3 separate regions of the Sus scrofa genome follow, and all the other regions are linked to region 1. A link is a contact called in public promoter capture Hi-C data. All regions are on one chromosome and are shown on one strand. Each heading gives the region's core, a stretch centred on a gene start, on an enhancer-like site or on the middle of the called end of the contact. The rest is flanking DNA. Distances are from core to core; before and after follow the strand shown. Region 1 holds the start of B3GAT2 (galactosylgalactosylxylosylprotein 3-beta-glucuronosyltransferase 2). Region 2 holds the start of SMAP1 (stromal membrane-associated protein 1). Region 3 holds the start of FAM135A (protein FAM135A).

The links. Promoter capture Hi-C pulls out the DNA fragments that hold promoters and counts their contacts.
Region 2: a contact with region 1 is called in a promoter capture Hi-C map of liver, with 5 times the contacts expected there. The contact joins the promoter of SMAP1 here to the promoter of B3GAT2 in region 1. A contact is called at or near these places in 1 of 5 promoter capture datasets (liver) and 1 of 47 Hi-C or Micro-C datasets (embryonic fibroblasts).
Region 3: a contact with region 1 is called in a promoter capture Hi-C map of liver, with 6 times the contacts expected there. The contact joins the promoter of FAM135A here to the promoter of B3GAT2 in region 1. A contact is called at or near these places in 1 of 5 promoter capture datasets (liver) and 1 of 47 Hi-C or Micro-C datasets (embryonic fibroblasts).

The regions. Positions count from the first base shown.
Region 1 is chr1:51,040,260-51,042,959 of Sscrofa11.1, reverse strand. It overlaps B3GAT2 (galactosylgalactosylxylosylprotein 3-beta-glucuronosyltransferase 2), which reads left to right and starts at 1,374. Exons shown (of 4, transcript XM_003121263.4): 1 at 1,374-2,554. The coding sequence starts at 1,964.
Region 2 is chr1:50,720,228-50,722,927 of Sscrofa11.1, reverse strand. It overlaps SMAP1 (stromal membrane-associated protein 1), which reads right to left and starts at 1,355. Exons shown (of 12, transcript XM_021089443.1): 1 at 1,124-1,355. The coding sequence starts at 1,340.
Region 3 is chr1:50,578,451-50,581,150 of Sscrofa11.1, reverse strand. It overlaps FAM135A (protein FAM135A), which reads right to left and starts at 1,442. Exons shown (of 23, transcript XM_005659250.3): 1 at 1,157-1,442.

The DNA of each region.
Region 1 (2,700 bases), core at 125-2,624:
CGCGCCAAGGTCGGATGCTAGGCAGGAGCGGCCAGGGAAGGGCTGAGAAAACCGGGAGCTGCTGGATGCAGGGGCATCCGCGCCAGAGCGCTCCACGCACCGGCACTCAAGAGTGCGCGATCCGAGAGATTTGTGAAGGGGAGAACAAGACACAGCGAGGGAAGATGGGCTCAGGAATTATTCATTATAGGCTTGGGGGCTGGGGAAGCTTCCCTGCTGTTTTTTCAAGCACCTCCCCAGGACGACGTGTCTAGGGAACCTGGTCGCTCTTCTTTCATTCCAGTACATCAGACAGCCAGGGACTCAGCTAGCAGGGCCGCTCGGATAGGAAAAAAAGAACCCCATACTAAGCGCCTATGTTTACCCGTGTCTGCTAGACGCTGTCATGGTTCCACATGTCATCTACGGTCTATTGGGTTTCCAATGCACCATGTTTACATCCTGGAGGGCCAGCCTTCCGGTGGGGCTATGCAGGCCGCGCGGTGAGGCAGCCACTGGCTAGACCTGGGGCGAGGGAGACCCACGTTCCATTTCCACTTGGCCATTGCCACTGACCTTGGAGAAATCATTTTAAACTTTGAGCCCCAGCTTCCTCATCCAGAAAATGAAGGTGATTCTTCCCAGGCCTCCTTGAAAGGATCGTTCACAAATGTCCCATGCTTTCATCCTTTTATCTCAGTTTGGCGTTCATATTCCTCAGACGGAATACTTTTGATGGCAGTGAAGTGTAAGGAACTGTGACTAAATTCCTGAAGAAAAATGCTAAACATACTCAGCTGGAGTTTTAGGAATTTTCCCGCAATGATCTAACTGCAGTCGGGCAGCAAATGTTCGGATCGATTCTTTCTTCTGGGCCATCTCACATGCCAAACACCCGTGTAGGCACCCCTTGGTCTCCCAAAATTTCTACTGATTTCTGCCTTTTTGTCAGCGCTATTCTGTCCACCCCTAGCACACGAACCCCTGCGGTCAGCAGCCAAAGAAGGTATCCTTTGCCCCCTCTCGCCTCTCTCTTCCTCCCACTCCCCACCCTAGGTCTCCAGAGTTTTCCTCACGTGCATGGGTTTTCCTGGCTGATCACCAAAGACCTTGCAGCATTTCAGAGAGCTAAGAGCGCGCGGAAATGGGCGTGCGAGGATTCCCCCCACCTCCCAGCAGGATTCCTCCTCCCGCTCCCCCTAGGCGGTGCCGCAGCCGCCTCCAGAGCTGGCTCGCTGGGCCGTCAGCATCAGGGCCGGGCCCCCTCCCCGCCTCCCCCTCGCAGCCCCTCTCCGCCAGTAGCAGCGCTGCTGTCTTCCCACAGGAGGACTGGGAGGGAGGACGCCGGAGTCTGCAGCGCCCCCGCCCCTTCGCTTTTTCTTTCTTTCCCGGCTTTGGGATCTTGCTGCCGGTGCCGGGAGAGGTTTGAGAAGAGCAGAGTAGCGCGAGGGACCGGAGTGCAGGCTTCCGCTGCGGCGCGCGGACACAGCTGGGCGCACTACATCCCCGGCGTCGCCTCCGGTCCTTGCTGCCCCGGCTGGGCTGTGACGGAGGAGAGCCCCCGGCTCTGGCCTCCCGCCCTCGAAGGTGCCCCCCGAGAGCGGGTTAGGGGCTCACGGCTGGCGTCCCTTCGCCCGCAGCGCCGCGGGACGGCGCCCAGCTCCCGCTCTTCGGAAAGAGTGCGGCGGGATCCTCGCCTTCCCGACGCGGCCCAACTCCGGGGCCAGCAGCGGGAGTCTGGACCAAGTCCCGCTTCCCGCCGACCACCCGGAGTAGAGACATCAACTACCCACCCGCCTGCACTCGCTGTAGCCCTAGCTCCTTGGCACCTGCGCCAACCCGCCGCTCCCGGCTCCACGCCCTCGCAGCGCCCAGCGACCCCATGGCTTCCTGAGCGCGGGCGCCGCCACGGTCCAAACTGAGCGCTGGGGTCCCCCGGCTCGCCCCAGTCAGGGGCGTCCGAGAGGCTGGGAGAGAGCGCACCATGAAGTCTGTGCTGTTCAGCCGCTTCTTCATCCTCCTGCCCTGGATCCTGATTGTCATCATCATGCTCGACGTGGACACACGCAGGCCCGCGCCCCCGCTCACCCCGGGCCCCTACTTCTCTCCCTACATCGGGGGCCGCGGGGTTTCCCGAATCCCGCTCCGCCGGGGCGGCCCCGGGCGCAGATGGGGGAAGCGCAACGAGTCGCGGCCGCAGCCGCCGCCTGAGCCGCAGCTGCCCACCATCTATGCCATCACGCCCACCTATAGCCGCCCGGTGCAGAAGGCCGAGCTGACCCGCCTGGCCAACACGTTCCGCCAGGTGGCGCAGCTGCATTGGATCCTGGTAGAAGACGCGGCGGCGCGCAGCGAGCTGGTGAGCCGCTTCTTGGCGCGCGCAGGGCTGCCTAGCACGCACCTGCACGTGCCCACGCCGCGGCGGTACAAGCGGCCCGGGCTGCCGCGCGCCACCGAACAACGCAACGCCGGCCTGGCCTGGCTGCGACAGAGGCACGGGAACCAGCGCGCACAGCCTGGCGTGCTCTTCTTCGCCGACGACGACAACACCTACAGTTTGGAGCTTTTCCAGGAGGTAATGGCCGGCGCGTCCCTCCCCCGCCCCGGGGCAGGCGGGAGGGAGGGACCTGGTCCTGCTCTGGCTGCACTTGACCGCGTTCACTCCCGGGGCGCGCTCTCGGGACTCTGCGTGGAGCGCCGGGTAGTTCCCGCTGGCTCCCA
Region 2 (2,700 bases), core at 106-2,605, 320 kb after region 1:
CCTACAACATCATATATCAATATGGACAAATCTAAAAATAGTGGTTGAAAAAGGCAAGTATAATAATACAAATGATATGAAGCCATTTCCATTAAGATCAAAAACACAGTTACACAATTGCCTCAGGAAGCACACAGATAGCTGGTTGGCAATGGAAATATTCTATTTCTTAAGTTGGAGAATGGGTTCATAAGTGTCGGCTTTGCTTCTTACACGTGTTACATAAATTTTGGTATCAAATACTTCATTATTAAGGTTTTAACACTACTGAAAAAGGGATTTTGAATGAAAACACAAATCTTCACACAGTTACTACCTTGCGGTTTGGATAAGACTTGTACTTTCTATATTATCCATTTCTGGACCATTTACAATTTTTTACAACAAAGAAGTAGTTTGGGGAGAAGTGATTTCAGAAAGGAAAACTGCATAGGAATCAGGGGCACATTAGGATGAAGGCCAGAACTGTTTTCAACTTACTATGCTTAGCATACTTTGTGAGTTAAGTCTTTAATAGTGTGAGAAACTTTTCAGAAAAAAATGAGTTTTTAAAAATGCTGAGTTACATTCCGTGGTCGCAGCCAAAAAAAAAAAAAAGCGCCCTTTAAAAAAAAAAAACGTTTTACTGAAAGCATGCATATTTTCTGTAATTAATTCCCACCATCTAATTTTTATTATACTTATTTACCTTCTCCATAATCCCGCACTTCTCCACTTTAAAAAAGATACTGTAAACTGCCATTATGTCCTTTTCGACGTAAATTAAGTAAGTAAAGGACGACTCTCATTGCCAAAGAGCCTCCTTTTCCATGCTTTTCACAAGCTTCAGACATAGCGCGCCCCCAGATAACCAGAAACGTTTGCTTCCCTTTCGAACCCAGAGCCATGGTCAGCGGGAAGCAGCTGTCCGGCGGGGCGGGCTCTGGGGACCCTCCAGCTCCACATCCAACCCGAGCTCCGGCGGGGAAGAGCCTGCCCAGAGCAGAGGCGAGAGGCCCCTAGCCGGACAGACAAGATCGCAGCTCCTGGGCCCCCGAGCCCGGGACAAGCGCAGCTACCCAGCCGGACGCCCTAGCCTTTGCGACCCCGCCCGCGACCTTGGCCCCGGAACTGGGCGCCTTACTTGCCGCTCTCCACGCTGTGACTGGGACACGACCCAGCAACAAAGTAAAGCACGACACTGGCATAACGTCCCTCCCACAGCCTCCGAGACTGCACAAACAGGAGATGAAGGCCGAGGTGTGCTCCCGGCAAGCACCGCGTGAGGGATGGACCGCCCGTGGGGCGGGGCCTGTGTACGCCGTGGGGCGGGACCTCCGTGGCCCGCTCCAGGAATCCATCGAAGGCCCTGGACTGGGCTATCTGCTGAAAAACGGCGGGTGTGGAGCGGCTCAACCTTCTCACGAAGAACAACCCAAACTGCCCTGAACCCCGTGTTGTTTAAGACCCCAAATCATGGCTGAAGCTGGATGAGGGGATGACTCCATTTGTTGCTCTTAATCTGAGGCGAAGATCGTTGTTCACTTCCCCCAAGTTGGGCACCTTCTACTCCTCTGTTCCTGTAATAGGCTTCTTTCTGGCAGTCCTCCCTTTTTACATTTTAAAATCTCTGCTTGTTCAGTGAACTCTTGAGTTCGTCAGTTCTGACCCACTGACTGGGTGACCTGGAAGATGAGGTTTTGAGTGAAGCGTAGAGCAAGAGAAGTCTCTCCATCTGGTCCAGCTGCCTGGAAGTAGCGCCACGCATCCACCCTCATGGTCCAGCGGCTCCAGTGCTGTTCCCAGCACATGTGGCAGATCAGGAGGCTTCAAGGAACCTATGGAAGTCTATACAGAACCACAGTGGGAGTTCCCGTCATGTTGAAGTGGTTAACGAATCCGACTAGGAACCATGAGGTTGAGGGTTCGATCCCTGGCCTTGCTCAGTGAGTCGATGATCCGGAGTTGCCATGAGCTGTGGTGTAGGTTGCAGACGCGGATTGGATCCCGCATTGCTGTGGCTCTGGCGTAGGTGTCTATGGCTCCGATTAGACCCCTAGCCTGGGAATCTCCATATGGCCGCGCGAGAGCGGCCCTAGAAAAGACAAAACAAAAAACAAACAAACAAACAAAAAAAAAACCCACAGTGGAGTGCCTAGAATTTTTTATTTTTATTTTTAAGGAAAGTTCTTGGCTAGCTAAGAACTGCTGATGTCTGGCCAAGCAACATCAGGTAGACAGGCAATCTGAGTTTCTCATCAAGAACCAGGAGTCATTTGGTCCTCCTAGATAAGGAGTCCTTTCAGTAGGAGGAAGTGATATATACAGAACAGGGCCAGGGCCAAAACCCAAGCAATCTTCATTAGCATTAGTTTGGTAGATCTCAAACACACACACACTTCACCCTTAGTTCATACAGACTGTCTTGAGATCCTGTGACAAGTTGGCTGAGGGAAAAATTCAAACCTAGATAACGGAGGACTTTGTACAATATACTGACCAGCTGGCAAATGACTGATTTGGCATTTTCAGCACCATTTAACAGAGGCCCTCAAGGAACAGCAGAGAGAAAAAGGATCCTCCCGGAGGCAGAACTTCATCTTATACTCTTTGCCTAGGAAGAGATAGAGCTTGAGATACAGATCTGCATCCTTTCATGGGCACTGGTTTAGTCAAACAGTCAGTCAGGGACTGGGAAAATGTAGAGATTTTGGAATAGTT
Region 3 (2,700 bases), core at 193-2,692, 460 kb after region 1:
GGACAACCATATTCCTAGAGGACAATAAAATCTCCAAAATTTAACCTTATGTTTGGAGGTCAGCCTTTATGATTTCATCAAGTATATCCCAAAGTTGCTTCCGTTGACATGTCAGGTAAACATAATTCTTAAAAATTAAAGCTTTGATCACTAAGGGTAACAGGTTATTGCTACTGTCACTCTTTTGATGATACGTCTAGTCAGTGAAAAAAGAAAATGAAGAGACTATTAAACTGGAAACTGAACTAGGTATACTGAGTAGATACCTAGTTTAGGTAGAAAGTAAAAGACACTAGTACTTTTCAGAGATTTACCAAAAAGTAAAACGTACTGGAGTTAAGAGGCTCGACCCATGCAAAAGGAAAACAACAACAGTTTTAGAGAGAAAAAAGGTCAAGATTAGAGAGTAGAAATGGATCAGGATGGAAAAAGACGGAAGGCCACCAGAAGTAAAGCGATGACGGAGGGTACCAAGAGAGGTAAGGATTCAAGGAGTGAGGGGGACACAGAATGAACTCTAGCGCAGAGCGATGCTAAAGCAAAGCGCACAGTCAGTAACTAACATCCAAGAACGAAGATGAAGTCCGGAAAGGAAAAAATGAGAAGAGCCCAGGAAGAAATTACAGAGGTGGCAGAGTAAGAAGCCCGGTCGGTGAGGGGAGGAGCGTGGAAAAGGAGCCCACCTAGAGATGCGCCGTGAGAGAGAAGAAATCCAGGGGAGCAAAAAACACCCTGCCTCCCACGGAGGGACCACTGGGGATGAAGGAGCGGAACCACGGACGCGGGCCAAGCGTGAGGATAGGGCAAAGCGCGCGCAGCAAGCGAAGCTTAGGGAGCAGGAGTGAGGGCCGGGAGCAGGGGCGCAGGGGGTCGGCAACAGGGGCGCGGGGGCAGAGGGCAAGGGCTCGGGCCGCGGGGGTGCTGGGGGGCAGGGGGAAAGCAGCTGCTCCGCACAGGGAGAGCGCTCCACACCGCCGTCCCCACCGACCTTCAGCGGCCCGGCGCTCGGCGCCGGCTCCCACCCGGAGCGGCCGCGTGAGGGCCAGAACGGCCGGCGAAGACCGGGCGCAGGAGGCCGCTTCCTACTGGGCCCGCGGGAAGAAGACTGGGGGTCGTGGGATCGGGAGCCGGGGACGCGAGGGCGTCAGGGACTCACCTCTCGCCTGGTTCGGCCTCCTCTACCGCCCGGCGGACAGAGGAGCCCGTGGTCTCGCTGGAAGAAGGCGGCCCCGCCCGGGTCAGCACCATCCCGCCGCGGGCCCCTCACATCGCCATCGCAGCCACCGCAACCGCCACCGCGGAGGAGCCGGCTCGTCACCGCCAGCCGACAATCGGGCCAAGGCGGCCAGCGAGCATGCGCAGTCACCCAGTTCGGCAGCCGGGCCAGCGGCGCTACCTGCGAGCCACAGGTCCCCGCGCGCGGCCCCGCCCCCCCCAGCCTCCCCTCGCCTCCCTCTCGCCCGTGCCCTCCCCTCTCCAAGCTAGGCCCCGCCCCTCCGGGCCTGCGCCCCGCCCCCCGCTCTCCCCGAGCTCCAGCTGAGATTTCCAGAGCTCTATCTGCCCTGTTCGGCCCCCGGCTCCCAAGTTCCCGCGAGAACGGGAAGTTTGCGTCAATAAACAGCGCGAAGCGCCCAGAAGGGCTGGGCTCCGAGTGTGTGGAGCCTGACCGGGTTCCGCTCCAGGCTCAGGAACCGGGGAAGAAATGCTGAGAGTTCAGCTGTGTTTCTCACCTCCAGCCTGCGATCCGGGATAAAGAGCCTGGCTCCTGCGCTGCTCAGTTTGCAGGAGGAAGGGAAAGAGCAGCTATCGTTTGGGACTCGGTTGCTGCGTCCTTGGAGAGGTGTGGGTGTTGCTATGGTTACTCTTTGGCTATAGCTGCCCTAAAGGGCTGGAGGGCGAAGTGACTCTAGCTCTAGAATTCCGTTAACGGGGCCCATGAAGGATAATCCTTTAGTGATCTACTTCACTCATCCCAATTTCTGAACCCTTTGTGGTGCCCAAAGCTCAGTATGTTACAAAAGCAAAGTTAATGAAAAGAAGAAGGAAGTTGCGGCTGTGGCGTGTGTTTTACAACTGAGGAGGGTGAATACTGTTGAGGGTTGTACAACAATATGAATGTACTTAATGGCACTGAAGTGCACTTTTAAAAGTGGTTAAAAAACGTAAATTTTATGTCATGTATAGTTTACCGCAATAAACTATTGTGGAAGAAAAAAAGCTGTGCATTGATTTGGAAATGATACTGATGCCTTGTATCCTAGACCATTTTGTGGGACGGATTGTGACTATAATTTAACCTCTGATTTTTAACATGGTTGTAAGTGCCCCCCTTATCCTCTGATAATCAGCATATTAGCATTTGCATGACTGGCTTGTTTTCCCAGTTCCTAAACTCATTCTGTTTTTTTAATAGCCAAATAGCATTTTACAATCTTTTCACATAAGGGTTTGAATTGTGGTTTGGATTGTAGCCTCAAAATTGAAAGCCTTTTTCTATTTGTTTAGGTCTACCTTTTTTAGGAAAGTATACTAAATATTCAATTATTTACGTTTCCGTATTTATGCCTTCCCTAAAATTCACCTGTGCCAATATTCCTTTCCTATTAATGCATTCTTTTTGTTCAAATCACATGATTTCAAATTACCTGGTTCAAAAGAATCATCTACATGCCAGACATTGTACTTATCTTGATGGATACC